2 separate regions of the Anser cygnoides genome follow, and region 2 is linked to region 1. The links are chromatin contacts, called in public Hi-C maps. All regions are on one chromosome and are shown on one strand. The core of a region is the stretch at or near the end of the contact, and the rest is flanking DNA. Distances in the headings are between cores, read along the strand shown. Region 1 overlaps LOC136791898 (a long non-coding RNA gene). Region 2 overlaps ARHGAP26 (Rho GTPase activating protein 26).

What was found. Hi-C and Micro-C count contacts between places; a contact is called where the count stands out from the background.
Region 2: a contact with region 1 is called in a Hi-C map of liver, with 10 times the contacts expected there. The contact joins two enhancer-like sites. A contact is called at or near these places in 2 of 7 Hi-C or Micro-C datasets (both in liver).

Annotation. Positions count from the first base shown.
Region 1 is chr14:1,160,705-1,167,622 of Taihu_goose_T2T_genome, reverse strand. It overlaps LOC136791898 (a long non-coding RNA gene), which reads left to right. Exons shown (of 3, transcript XR_010834944.1): 2 at 1-24; 3 at 2,992-3,716. Among named protein-coding and RNA genes, the nearest start is that of NR3C1, 18 kb to the left of the region's middle. Within about 2 kb of position 4,747, at least 1 of the 3 cell types and tissues checked has open chromatin away from gene starts, as enhancers often do. A contact at or near this core is called in liver, where this site is marked.
Region 2 is chr14:1,290,026-1,297,401 of Taihu_goose_T2T_genome, reverse strand. ARHGAP26 (Rho GTPase activating protein 26) reads left to right here. Exons shown (of 25, transcript XM_067005447.1): 21 at 4,959-5,112. Among named protein-coding and RNA genes, the nearest start is that of ARHGAP26, 100 kb to the left of the region's middle. Within about 2 kb of position 3,096, at least 1 of the 3 cell types and tissues checked has open chromatin away from gene starts, as enhancers often do. A contact at or near this core is called in liver, where this site is marked.

The DNA.
Region 1 (6,918 bases), core at 3,498-5,997:
GAGGAACCACGATGAAGGAGACTGGTGAATTTCAGAGAATTATAGTATAATTTCTGAACATCTAGATAGTCCTTAGTGAGCATCATTAGTTTATTGTGGTTTAAATAATTAATCTGGAACAGGACTGCTACTTCTTATCCTCTTTGGAAGAAGTCTCTTGTGATACACTTAGATACAGGAACGTGTAAAAGCCTGTGAGCCCTGTATGGCCCTGAGGACTTCACGTCCAGAAATGGTCTCACATTGACAGGATGAGACTGACCCCTGCATTTTCAAACTACTTTATATGATTTTACTAACTGCAGATTTTCAGATGCTCTCTGATTTTTTGAATGCTCCAAACTACAAGAGAACTTTTGAATATTGGTACATAATTCAGATCATCTCTTCATAACATGGCCAAGCTAATAAGTTAAAGCATAAGTGATTTAACTTTCTTTTCCCCTACAGTTTCAGATTTACTTAGTTGCTTTTAGGACCTTTAAGCATTGGAGTGAAGAGAGAATACAGAGACAAATATGTTGTTTGTTTTCCCAGTGCCAGATAGATGGATTCAATTTTCAGATTCCTTAAACTGCCAACATTGAAAAGTCGTAAAAAAAAAAAAAAAAGAAAAGAAAAGAAAAAGAGGGGGGAAGCATTTGTTTTAAAGATCTGTCATGGTTTCTATAAACTGCACAGATTTTTTTTGTCATTTATAACAAAATTGATGTCACATGTACATTCTATCACTCGCATCTGATGATGTTACTTCAGTGAGAAGTTCAAATACGGTTAAAAGAAGTGAATATAGTTCTTTTTTTCCCAACCACCTTCATTTTAACCACAGGGGCAGCTCTACCCCAGACCTTGGGATTTTGTTAAAAGGCCCCTTCGCGTTCACGTTGCTCCTCAGGGGAGGAAGACTCCGGAGGCTCAGCAGATACCCACAGGGTATCAGTGCTGGGGGGCTTGAGGACTGCCTCGCGGCGGGGCTGGCCAGCTGCTGGGACGTGCCCGGGGCAGGGACAGTCTGGCTCCAGCAGTGCTGAGCCCCCCGCAGTCTGCCCCTCACCTCACTCAGCGCCGTCTGACAACGGGGACGGAGCCCTGCACGTTACACGTTACGTCTAAAAAGAGGCAATTTTTTCCCTTCGGCACTGAACACTTTTCGCAGCTTTGTGCTGTGGAGAGAGGCAAAGAAGAAATGCTCAGGAAGCACACAGAAAAGAGAGGTCATTTCTGTCGAGCTTTTTATTTCCTCTCTTTTGAGTTTGAATTAATTTAGACTGCAATTTTTAAACAAAACTTGCAGCCAGTGAGAATTGGACAAAGTTCCTCTGCTTCCCTGACACTTTTCCACCTTAAACAGGGATAAACACGTTCTTCTTTATTTTCAAAGCTTCCTCAAGATGGTAGTTTTCTTATTAAGCAAGTTTCCCAGAACACAGATTTCCTTCACCATTCACAGAGGGGTTAAGCTGCAAGCCTGAAAGTCGCTGAGCAGGAGGACTTCCAGGACAGCCAGGGAGTCAGCTCATTCCCAGCCAGGAAAGAGATGAAAGACCAAATCCTGAGCTGTAACCCCTGACAGCCTTGCTTAAATAGGACTGGTTCAGGCTAATGGCTGGCTGTCAACAGGAGTGAGTGTTTATAAAAATGCTAAAAATAGTCTACAGTATGATATATGCACTCAAGGGATAATTTGCAAAGCGTACAAAGAACAATTAGGGCCACAAAATCCATCGACTGCAGGGCCAATTGCGATCACCCAACATGGTCACCAAAAGACCACAGGCGATCCAATTTCTGTATTGCCTATGTAACAATACCTAATTTTAAGTCCATGTTTTCCAGTGGGAGAGGCTTCTGCCCAGGCATTTTAGCTCTGCTGGGGTGAGCTTCCTTCAAAATTAAACGTATAGACCCGTCTCAGGGGTAGCCTGGCTGACCTCTAGGCACTGGATCTCACCGCTCCTTGCTTTTGGGACAGAAGGCCATCCATTTAATAACCTGGTGCTGAATCCAGGTCCTTCTCTGAAGGCTACACATTTCGTTGCAAAATGATGTGAAGTGATATAGGTCTAATCACTTACAGTTAATAGTGTGAGTTCTGGAACGAGCTTTGCATGTAAAGTGTTGGTTGTGGTCCTAGAACTGCTCCCTGCTCTGGAAGGCCTGGAAAGCATTCATGACTTACACATTACTGTATCTTCACATGGAATCTCTGCAAAATGTGTTAGCTGTTGTCACCCAGTCCCCATACTGAGTCCCTTTGAGAAGGCATCAGCACCCAGAAAGGTAGCCTGTTTGTAGAACAGTGGTATGTATTGGTAATAAAAGTCTGCCTTGCTTCCTGCTATCTGTTAGGAAATAGAGATAACCAGGTATGGGTTAGACATTACCTACACATTGAGAAGTCACAACTGGGAAAAATGAGCATCAATAAGAATCAATGAGTTAAAAAACAAAACAGCTTTCAATCCATTTCTGAAGAACTGGCCTACTTCAGTGCAGTCTTTCCAAACCAAGGGTGACTACATTTCTCACTCTTTCTCTTGCTGATACGTCACAAGATTAATTTTCCACTTTGCCTTTAATCTTAACTCACAAGGACTAAAACAAAAAGTTGTTTTATGCACTGGGTAATTTTTTTGCAAACAGTATTTGAGAAAATCTAACTAGAGCAAACCCTATCTCAGCTTCCTCTGGCACGCATCTATCTTTTTTTCAGTTTCATTTCCTTAAAGGAAATAGACTCATTCTGCTCTGAGACCTTTTATTCCTCCTGGGCGTATATGCCACAGAAAAGTAATTAATATGTAATCACAGACTAATTAAATATGTTCTTTTATGTTTTGCATTTATAAATCATGACTAACAGCCTGAACTCTCAGGTCAACGGACATCTTCATCCCTTAGCGTTGTCAGATTTTCTGTATTCCTGTTATACTCATATGCTTTATACGCTTCATTTTTTTCACTCTCAAAGTACTACGCTATGTGTTTCAGATAGTCAAGCAACAGTGCTCGCTGATCTGTACAACTCTTCAAATAGAAGTGGAAAAAGAAGGACCAAAGACAGGAAGCATCACCTGGTGATCCTGCCGCCTAAGCGCTGTCCTAAACTCCTTCAGAAAGACTTGCTGAACCAGCACAACTCCTTATCAATTATTAAATCAAATGATGATACACAGTAGCTTACCTCGGCCTAATTCCCCTTTTTTTAAGCATATATTTTTTTCTTCCTAATCTCAGAGACTTGGGGTAGTTTTCCATTACTCTGCCTGGGTTCCAGGAGGGCCAGGCCTCCGCAAAGAGCACTCTGCCGGAACGCGCCTCGCAGCCTGCACGTGCTTTGCACGTCAACAAGATTTCGGCAGGAAAAAACAGGAACTTCATTGCCTTTCTGTCTTTAATACACAGATTACAAGCTTTCATACATCAGTGTCCACTTTTTGGTGTGTGTTTGTTTTTAGAGCTAGCTTGCCGCCGGTTGGAGTGGCTGAGGCCGCGCTCCCGGCTGCGGGTACGCCCTCCCCTGCGACGCCTGGTGCTTGGCCTCCGCGAGGAGGCTCCGCTGGGCACGCTGCAAAGAAAAAGCAGCGTAGCTGACTTACTTCAAAATGAAAACGCTTTATTCACAAATATTCTTTGTAACCCGTCGTGCATTTTAAAAAGAAGTTCTCACTAACAGTCTACCGAAGTCTTGTGTGAATCACTGAACTATCACAACAATCTGGAATAATTGGCAGTTTTCCACTTGAAAAACCTATTTTACTTAGCTTGTGTCTGCTGGGTCTGAAAAGAACTGTTTTTGTACAACATCCAGAATTCCAGGAAAACCTGCAGTTCCCATTACGCAGTAATTTCTCAGTTACCAGAAACAATCTCCCACTAACCAGATAAGAGTCTTTTTAATAATTCTGCTGGTGGTGTCGCTTTTACCTTCTAATGGTTAATCTATGTAGCAGCTGGTTCATCCTCCCCTTTCTAATGAAGCTCTGCAATGAGGTTAAACGCCTCCTGTTAGCCTCTGGCAGCTCCCCCCAGGCCACGTGCTCCCTTTGAGCCCCCCCTCTGCCCGCGAGCCCCTCTCTGCGCTGCCCCGCGGGGGGCTCCCACCGCAGATCCCACTCCACTGCCCCATGGATCCCACGCCTGGGGGCTCGGAGCTGTGGCCGCAGGCAGCGGGAAGTCTCGCAGAGATGCTCAGAAAAAGGAAAAAGGCAGGAACAGATCGAGTCCAGTTTTGGAGGGCTGGACCCCCAGAGCAGAGTAAAGACAGGGGCAAAGGCGTTGCTTCCTTCTGTGAAAAAACTCATGGACCATGCACCCCGTTACGCAGTGGTAATAGTCCTAATGGGCCTGGTTTAGAACTGCCCACAATATGTAAGAAGCAGCAAGCTAGTGAGAAAATTATATCTTGGAGTGGTTTGGGTTGGAAGGGAACTTAAAGATACCCAGTTCCAACCCCCTGCCATGGGCAGGGCCATCTCCCACCAGACCGGGTTGCTAGCCCACGGACTTGAACAGGCTTTGGTCACTGCCTCCTGCTGTCTGTCCGTGCCTAACTCCCCGTGCTCTGAACCAGGAGCCCTGGGACCACCCCCAGTGCCCAGACCCCATCTCAGGCTGTGCCGGGGGGTGGCCGCAGGGTGGTCACCCCCCGGTGCTGCGAGCTCGCTCCCCCCGCCCCGTACCTGCCTCCTGCGCCGCAGGCCATCGCCGTCCCTGCCTGTGCCGCGGCTGCTGCCCGTTTCCCCGTGAGCCCAGAGCAAATTTCCACTGACCCCAGGCCCTGCGTGGGCAGCGGCAGTGGGGTGTGTGTGTGTGTGTGTGTGCGTGCGCGTGTCAGCCCTCGTGGGGGTCGCTGCACGCCCCACCACAGCGCCCGCTGCCGCACGGCGCGCACCGCTGCGATCCTTCCGTCCTTGTAAACACGGAGAGTGTTGAACGTGTAAATATGGAACGTGTTGAACTTGTAAATATGGAATGTGTTGAACGTGTAAATACTTGATTTGTTACTGTTTTACTTGGGGCAGAGGTTTTTGTAAATAGTTCTGGTTCACTGGCCAGCACAGAAAACCACAACAATGGATTCGTCACCTACGACCTAGTTTGGTCTCTGTAAATTACATAATAGTAGCAAATTTCCACCATCCAGGCAAACTGCTGCCCTGTGGAAGTCAATCAGAGCATTAAGAGCACTTAATATTTTCGAAACAAGCTTATAGATTATTTGAAAACTTTCCATACCAACTACGGTGCTAAATTAAGTAAAATTGTATGGGACTTTTCTAGAGGACATCTCCGTTCTTTAAAAAAAAACAACAACAGATGACAACACTTTGCCTTTCTTACCCTTCTTCTTCCCTTTGCTATTTAACCCACTTCATACTAGATGGAGCATCCTTAATTACGATAAAGCTGAGGTTTAGGCCCCGGTGTGTCCACCCAGGGCTGTGCTAATTGCCGCCTGCTCCCCGAAGGCGCGGGTCCGCCACGTGGCACCGTCAGCTCCGTGTGTGCGCGATCCGGTGGCACTGTGACACCGGGACCATAAAGCAGCCGTGAGGATAAAGGAGGGTCAGGAGATGGATCTATCAGATCCAAGGCTTTTTCTCTCTACGTACAAAATGTGTACTCCTGAGCGCACAGGTTTGCAGGACCACGTGCTTTACAGCATGGATTAGGTCAGGCAAGGGAAGCAGAACCGAAACTCTCCTCTTCCCGCAGCGCAATGACAGGGGCACGGCCTCTGCGCCGAGGTCGGCAGGATGCGACACCCGAGGTTTTATCCTGTAGAGGAGCAGCCGAGGGCAGGAGCTCTGTCCTCAGCCTCACAGCATGACCTTGGGCCAGGCTCTGTCCGCACAGAGCGGACGCACAGGGCACCCCACAGCCACCGAGAGCCCACGGAACAGAAGTGACTGCAGGTGATGCCTCCTGCAAGGCAGCCGGGTGCCTGCAAGGTGCCCGCGAGCAAGGTGGAAACGGCGGCGCCTTCTTCGGGCCGCGCAGGCCTGCAGCCTGGAACACATCCTGAGCAGCAAAAAGAGTTAATCGAGAGAAAGTACACTAGGGTCACGGGGAAGGAACATTTGGAGTACAGTCATTTCATTTATGAGAGTTTAAATAGTTGCTGAATGACATTGTGAACTACTAAGTTAATTGCCTAGCTGACCTTTGAGAAAATGTGTAAACTACTTAGCGCAAGAGCAACTGGAAGCCCAGACCAAGCATCGCTCCCACTGCTGTGGCAGTGTAGCTGTTGAAAAGCTTCGACAGGGCTGGGCCGCAGGAGGGGCTCAGCCCCCGGCCAGGGGCAGCCTCACGGTGCTGAGCTGGGGCCGGAGGCCCTGGCAAGGAGCGTCGCGGCCTGCGGACAGCGAGCAGCCTGCGGACAGCGAAGCGATCGGAAAGAGATCCAGCGCTGCGATGCAATGAAAAACAAGCCAACGGCCGTCGATACAGAGTTACAGGGCCTGAGGTTGCATTGTTAAATAGCAGCCGTGAAAATCAAGGAACGGCATCTCTAGGTTGCCTGACCTTGAGCAAAGCCAGCCGCTCTGCCCAGGTGCTGCCACAGCACCCCCAATGTCTGCTGCGAAGGCTGGGGAAGTCAGGGCATGGCTTAGGGAACGCTGTACACGGCCGGTGCTGGCTCTGTGGCCACCTTCCAGCAGGGCAGCACCTCGCCGGGACCGACCTAGCCCCTCGCCTGCAGCTCTCCCCGGGGACATCGGGGTCCCCCTCCTCCCTGGGCCTTTTGTATTTTCCCCCTAACTCTGACGATAAACATCCCAGCCAAGCCATTTGTCAGGGGGAGGCTGATCTCCAAATGAAATGTCAGCAGTTTGAAAAAGTTCAAAATTCCCACCAAAGATACATTTTCTTGTCCAGTTTTATTTATTAAATCTTTCTTTGCTTTTGCAA
Region 2 (7,376 bases), core at 1,847-4,346, 130 kb before region 1:
GCCCACGGGCACTTTTCCTTTCCCAGACACAACAAGCTCAGCCAGCAGGCTCTGCATTTTTCTGCGGATTAGGTACCACGGCAGTTTAAAAATGTTGGAGATCGTCTTTCCAGTTCTGTCACTAACTGGCTCCAGACACCTAGGTGAAGGAGTCAGCGTGCCCTCCCGTCGCACACGCTGCTGCCTCACGTTGTTCTGTCCCCGGCCGTCCCCATGCTGCAGCAGGGGCAGGAGCCGGGCTGGCAGCGGGCACTGCCCGGGGCTCACCTGGGCGCTGAGTGAGCAGCACGAGGCTGGCGTGAGCCCCTCGCCCCCTCGCTGAAAACTGCAACGCAGCAGAGAGGCTGCTGTTTGCTTTTCTGACTCTCCAAACATTGGGGCTTCCCTGCCTCTGATTGAGTTCCCGTTAAGGTCCATGCGCTCCCATTTTGGAGGATGTCCTAACAACACGTGTGGATTTAGGAAGTGGTGGTGGTACCGACGTGTACGCTGGAAATAGTGTGTCCCACAGCTGTCAGTGGAACCCTCAATATCAGCATCTGCTTTTGGAAAATTTCAGCCTAATCAGTTTATTTGCTGATAACTCAGCAGATGTTTGGTAGATGCTGGAGTCACCTGGCTGCCAGGTCCTTCGTGTACTGTCCTCAGCTTGCCTGGAAGAGGAACCGAGTTCGTTTATTTATTTCTGTAGCTGTTTACCCTCATGAGAAGCAATATTTTCTCAGCTTTCCTCCTGACGGTCTGCAGTCTCCTGTGTTTGTGGGCTGAAGCACGAGGGCTGGGGCAGCAGCTGGAGCCAGGGCAGCCGAGGAGAAGCAGCAGACGCTGCCCCTGTCCAGAGCTGGGACACAGAAAGAGCCCTGCTTTTGGGGCTCCCAGACAGCACGGTTCTTCCTGCTCCTGGCCACAGCTGCTCACGGTCTGAAAGGCGGTGAGAGGGCTGTGGGAGTGCGGGTCGCTCGCGCATCACGGGATGAGCGGGGGCAGCTTTCCAGCCATGCAGGCTTGCAGGATTTGTCCTAACCATCCTTAAATGCAGCAAGGTGCCTGGGGTTATTTGGCAAGCGCTGAGCCTTCCCAGCGCCGGCTGTGTTTGCAGCTGTGTTGCTGGTGCTCAGAGGTTCGCTCGCTGGCCGGGGTTTGTTCCTGAGCCGCCTGCTCTGCCCGCCCCGCGCAGAGCTGCTCCGCGCAGGAGGGGCGCGCAGCTGGGGGCCTGTGCCTGGAAATCTGGGTCAGAAGAGGTGGAGGGGGCTCAGGAGCCCTGAACACAGCAGGGGTACCGGCCGCAGGAGTCTGCTCGGTGAAACAGGGGCACGGTGAGATCCAAGAGCTCGAAGTTGCAGCTAGGCATGTTCAGAACTGAAGCAGAGTGCACATTTTTTAATACCGAGGGCAATTTAGCCGTAAGAAGGAGATAAGTGGGGCAGTGAATTTTCCATTATTTGAAATCTGTTCTTTGAAGTAGAATACCTTTCTAAAACTTTCACTGAGATTCATCATACAAAGCTATGCGTAACGCAGAAATTATCATGTTCAACACACAGGATCACGCAAGAGAGTAGATTAGATAATTATAATGATTTTTTTTTTGCTGTTAAATGCCCACATTTTTGCCCACAACTGACCTGGGTCAAGTGTGACCCAGGAACCGAGTGGATATTGTGAAACAAGCAGGGTTAACACAGGAATACGCCACTTTGTTCCGTATCAGTTTTTCCTTATAAGCGGTGTTTTGGCACTTTGCTCGTGTTTTGTTATGCAGAGTGCTTTTGTCATCCCTTCTGCGGTCCCTGTGAGGGTTATCAAGGTGCCCTAGAGCTGGGTTCCCGGCCCCAGGTCGCTGCTCTGGCACCCGGCAAGGTGGGACCTCGGCATGGGTGGTTTGCAGAGCGGCTCCTCTGCCTCGGCAGTGCTGCGGCAGCTCGGCTGTCCTGCTCCTGTAGCAATAAGAACAAATTAAGTACCACAGCGAAGAATCCTTCACTGAAGCTGTTAAAATCATGAAGCGAAACACAATCTCAGCCTTTTAAAAAGGAGGAAATAAAATAAAGGCATGGTTTCCGATCCTGCCGTTCATCTCCCATCCTCTGCAGATGAAACACTTCCAGTTCCTTGGCTGATAGCGACTTTAATTCAGTGTTGGCTGGTAGCTGCGTCTGAGATTACACAGGCAATTGACACTGATTTGTTAGGCTTACAGAGCTTATTTTCGGACTTCAGCCTTGGGCAGAAAATGTTTGGAAACAACCGGACGTCGCGGCCGAAGGCGCTGCAGGGCGCAGCTCTGCGCTGCCGGGGCCGCGGCGGGGCCGCTGTCGGGAGTGCTGCCGGCACACCGCCAGGGCCTGCCAGGCACAGACCGGCTTAGAAACCTGCACCGTCGGGTGCAAAGATCAAGGACCGATGTGGGGGTTTTTAGGTCCTTCGGCAGGTGGATTTCTCTCTTATTTCGTCTGCTGGCTGCTCTGTCCCCCAGTTGACGTTTGGAGAGCTCAGCCTCTGCTTTTCTTCACTTTTGCTTCTTCTTACCTTCTGGATAATCTTTTCCGCCACAAAGGGTTTATACCTCCCTCAGCACAACTGGGGGGCAGAAGCTCCTTGCAAGCACGATGCCTCACCCCCGTTGATGGGAGCGAGCGGTGTTTGTGCTGCACGTGGCGCACGGCTCCTGGCGGTGGTGCTGCCACGCAGAACCAGCTTCTTCGTCCTGGTGCAGCCTCGCCCTGAGCTCCCCAGGGTGCTGGAGTGGAAGCAACAGTTTTTCCTTCAGACACCTGGTTTTGGAGATGCTGGTGTGCGGGGACCTGCTGTCTGGTGTCCAGACACCGTGCTGCCCCGTGTGGCTTGCGCTCAGCCGCTGCGCAAGCTGGTGTTCTCCTTCCACCCGTCCTTGCGCCCCCGTCACTGCACCGGCCGAGGCAGGGCAGACGGGGAGCTCCACGAGCTGGGCTCCTCCACCTGCACAGCCCTCCGGCCCCAAACCCGTTACCTGCTGCTGGAGCTGGCCGGGAACTGTGGGCCAATAAATATCTTTAAATTCAGCACTCCGGGGAAATCTCTCTTGTTTGTGAGCTTTTCTGACGTGGTTTAGGGAAAGCACGGCTCGTTGTTTGATCCGCTGTATGACTCATCGCTGAAGAGGTCGTCTGCATTTTCCTTTTAACACCACAGACGGTGGCAGGCTGGAAAAAAAATCCAGCTGGGTGCATCACAGGACCAGCGGAGGGGACAGAGAAGTGTTTGAGATACCTGCTCCCCTGTCAGCTTGCTGGAGATCAAGATTAATGACATGCGATTTCAGGAACCTGTTAACATCGATCGACAGAAATATCACATCCTGGGCTTCGTCTAATCTTTGGAAGATCACCTGGGCTGAGTTCGGGCCCCCTTGCTGCCTGCAAGCGCTCTGATTTTGCCCAGGAACCAGGAGAACTCAGTGACCCCGGGGAGCGAACGTGACGAGGAGCGTTAGACTTTGCTCCTCGCCCTGGCACCCGCGAACCTTTTGCTCATGTAATCTTTTTTCCTTGAAACGGTGGCAAAGGGCTTACACAATGCCACGCTCCTCTGTCCCTGAGACAGCGCTGCGTCCAAGCTATTTCACAGAAATGTGAGGGGTTTCTCTCTGCTGGGTGTTCAGTCTTAACTACCCGCATAGCTCAGGGGTTCCTCTCACGCCGTTTATCCTTCTTTAAACGTGCACAGGATGCAGATGAGTGTTGCATGTTGGCCTTCTAATGCAAGCAGACGTATAATTTGAAGGGATTGAGAATGAGGGGTTCTTTTTTACTACGTGCTTTTCAGCAGCAATTTGATCATGTTAGTGTGCACAGGAAAAATAATTTCCCTGAAAGATTAATCATTGAAGTAGCACTCAGCGTGTTTTCCAGCAGGTGCCTGTCTTTCAGGAAAACATCATCACAGAAGGAGCAGTTCTCTGCAATAGAGCTGCTCTCCATGCCTTCAGTGATGATAATTGCTCCTCCCAATTACAACTACAATTGCTGCTTATATGGAAAAGGCACCTTACGAAAATGAATTAATGTGATTTGGGGTAATTCAGCGCAGAGCTGAGGAGGGGGCCCATGCTGCCGGAGGCTGGTTTGGGATACGTAACGTTTCCACACCTCGGTGCTGAAGTCACACAGATAAGGGGGGAAGTCTCGTAGCAGAGCGTGATGAAGGGAAAGGAGAAACTCCAAGAAACCTCCAGGCTGGCGGCAGGGAGGTGCCCACGTCTCGGCGGGCACGGTGCAGCCGGTGTCCGTGCGGTGCTGTGCCACGGCCGGGGCTGAGCCACGGGGCCGGAGCTGGGAGCGCTCAGAGCAGCTGCACCGAGGCAGAGTGGAGACCCTTTCCCCTTCCTCCTCAGCCCTGTTTGTAACAGTGCTGCCTTGTGATGCTGGGCATGGCCAGAAAAGGCTGATAGTAGTTATTGTCACGTCCTAGGCTGAAGCGTTGCTTTGCTGAGATAAACTTTAACTGGGTGATCTGTCCTTCCCTCCTTCTAAAATGTTATCCTGCTCTGTCACACAAACGTTCAGCCCTGTGGTCGCCGATTTCAGTCACAGAGACATTCCTTCCTGTATGTAGTTTGCATTCTAATTTTTTTCAGGTGATGTAGCACTTCGGAAGTCTTTGGGAATATAAAATATTAATGCCTTAAGAAAAACAAACAAACAAAAACATATTTTCTTTAAAATATTATTCATTTAAAATGTACTTGCATCAATAAAAAAATAACTGGTGTAATAATTGTATATCGATGTACAACGTACAGAAAATTTGACTGTAAGCTAACTGCCTGCCATTGGGGATCTGGCAGGATACTGCCCTATTTACAGTAGGGCAGGGATTATTAGTAGGAATGCCATATGCCTTCGCAGCTGTATGTGCTTTTTTAAGCAATAGCAGCTATGTGTGGTGTCTGATGATTCTTGGGTTTTGGTGTTTTTCAGAGGAGAATAGGAACAGTATCATCAACTCCAGCCTGGAATCCGTCGTATCCTCAAATGCAAACAGCTTCCTCAACTCCAACAGCTCTCCCCAGCCCAACCTGAACTCAAGTGATCTTGAACTAGAAGTAATTAAACCCAACAGGCCAAATTCACTGTAAGTACGGTAGTAATTAGTGTTTTATAGGCTCTCTGTCCTTAATCTTTAATCAGGGCTGTTTCTTACTCTGAATCCCAGCAGTATGTGGAAGAATACAATTTAGCATTTTAATTTTTAATGGGCGCCTAGCATGTGTCCTGCATTTTTAACTCTGCCTAAGTGGTGGGATTAGTGGCTGCGGGTTAGATCTGCTGGTGAGCTCAGCCCTGGTTATTTTGAGCACGTGGGATATTTTTCAAGCAGAGCTCCGCGTTGCTGTTTGAACTGCTTGACCCATCTGGAGATAACTCCAGCAAACACAAAGGACTTTTCTTCTGAGTTAAATCCTATGACTGTTGTCAGTACAGTTGATCTCCAGCCAAATCTGTGCCATTGCTTCTGCTATTGCTTCCTTCATCTGGAAAGTTCAAGGGAAAAAATAGCGACCTTAGCAATGACTCCCTGGGGACAGCCGAGTTATTTATGAAGTCCCCTGGACTTGACACAGCCGAGCCCTCGCACCAGTGGCCGCTCTGCTGCGGGGAATTTCCTTCCTGCCGCGGCCCTGCTGGGCCCCGGCGCATTTTCCCACAGAACCTCCCTCCCCTCCCGCACACGTGAAGATCTGCCCAGATCCCCGGCAGCCGTCGCGGGCCCTGGGGATCGGCCGGCGGGATCGGCCCTGCTGCGCCGCCGGCGGCAGTGGTGCGCAGCGACCTTGGCGGTGAGGGGAGGCCTTCCTCCCTCCATGCCCCCCCACGGGCTGCGTGCATGGCCCCCTCCCACCTAGCTGGGCAAGCCCCCAGCCCCTTGAGGGCAGGCGGTGAGCGCTTGGCCTGAGCAGCTTTCTCCCGGCTACCCGTGGAGACGGTGCAGTGCCGGTGCTGGTGCCGGGTGGGCCAGTGACCCTGGCCGTGGTCCCTCTGGTTGATGGGAGGGGACGGGGTTGGGGTCTGGGGTGCAGCTCCCGCGCCCCGCAGGGGGGCCTCAGCCCCACAGCGCTGGGACGGGCAAAGGTAGGTGCACATTGGCAGTGTCTGGGCGGAGAAGGGCTCTGGCTTTCGCCCACCAGCTCCATCTCTTTCCCATCGCCACTGCTGCCACTAAAACCCTGCGAGCAAGCCAGCCGACCTCGTGTAAGCCGAACCCAGCTGGCAGGACGCTGGGCGGGAGGAACGGCGCCCGCGGGGCAGGAGCCGCGGTAAGGCCGCGAGTTGTGTGCCGTGAGCTGGGGCGGGATGCGCGGGTCTCGTGCCCGTGCTGCTGGTGGAAGCCCTGGGGGTCAGTCACATGCCGTTGCCCCCAACAGGATGTTTTTAGTTTATTTGTCCTCCGAGGGAAGAAAATTATGTGACTCGTATTGCAGCAACGTTTGTGAGCCCGAGTCTCGTTGCGACTTTAAGGAATTGTTTGCCAGATTTGCAGTTTTTCAAATTCCAAGAGTTGCTCTTCCTAATAACTTATTTTTTAAAGAAAGTCGTAAAGAAGCTCAGCAGAACGAACCAGTTCAGGCTGTGGGGAGCGGAGGCGTCTTGCTGTCACCCAGAGCTACGTGAGCGGACTGGAGCAGAACCATTTGCTTGCGGCCCATAAGGGGCCTTTACACTTGTGCAAAGTGAAGCGGTGCCTAGCAGGGTAGCCCTGGCAGCACTTCTGCCTCTGGCAAAGTTTGTGGCATTTGGTATTTTTCCTTACATCCAGTGATTGCACACACAGGAATGTGCAAGCTTTTAGTCAAGGTCGAGCTAAAGGTTAAAAAGTGAGTCTAAAGTGAATACCTCAAAGCAAATGTTTTCTTCTCTATAACCCCAATTATGTAAATCTAATGTCTTTAATCCAATCCAATCTTTCAATAAGAAATGAAGTGTTTGACTTCATTTTATTCTCTTTTAATGCTATGTATAGATGTCTCTTCAGCCTCTGTGCCTGCTTACCCATCAGCCCGAGTCTGCTCCGCACGAGCCCATGCTGTTCTCATACTTATCTGTGCTCCTGGGTTTTAATGTTTGCTGAAACGCATTAGTTTGTCTTTAAATATTTGCTTTTAACCTAATTTGTAGTCCCATGAAAATTTGATTGCTGTATTTCCTCTGCAGTGCTGTGGTGGTTAAACATACCCAGATCGTTTCCACGTGTTTATTTGTAGCCGGCTCGAGCCTGCTGATGGTGCTCAGCCCCCACGCGGCGTTTGGGGGGGACCGGGGAGAGCAGCGTGTGCAGGGAGGCTGCCGGGCTTGCTCGGCGCTGGGGAAGGAGCACGCGTTTTTAGACAAGTAAGGGCT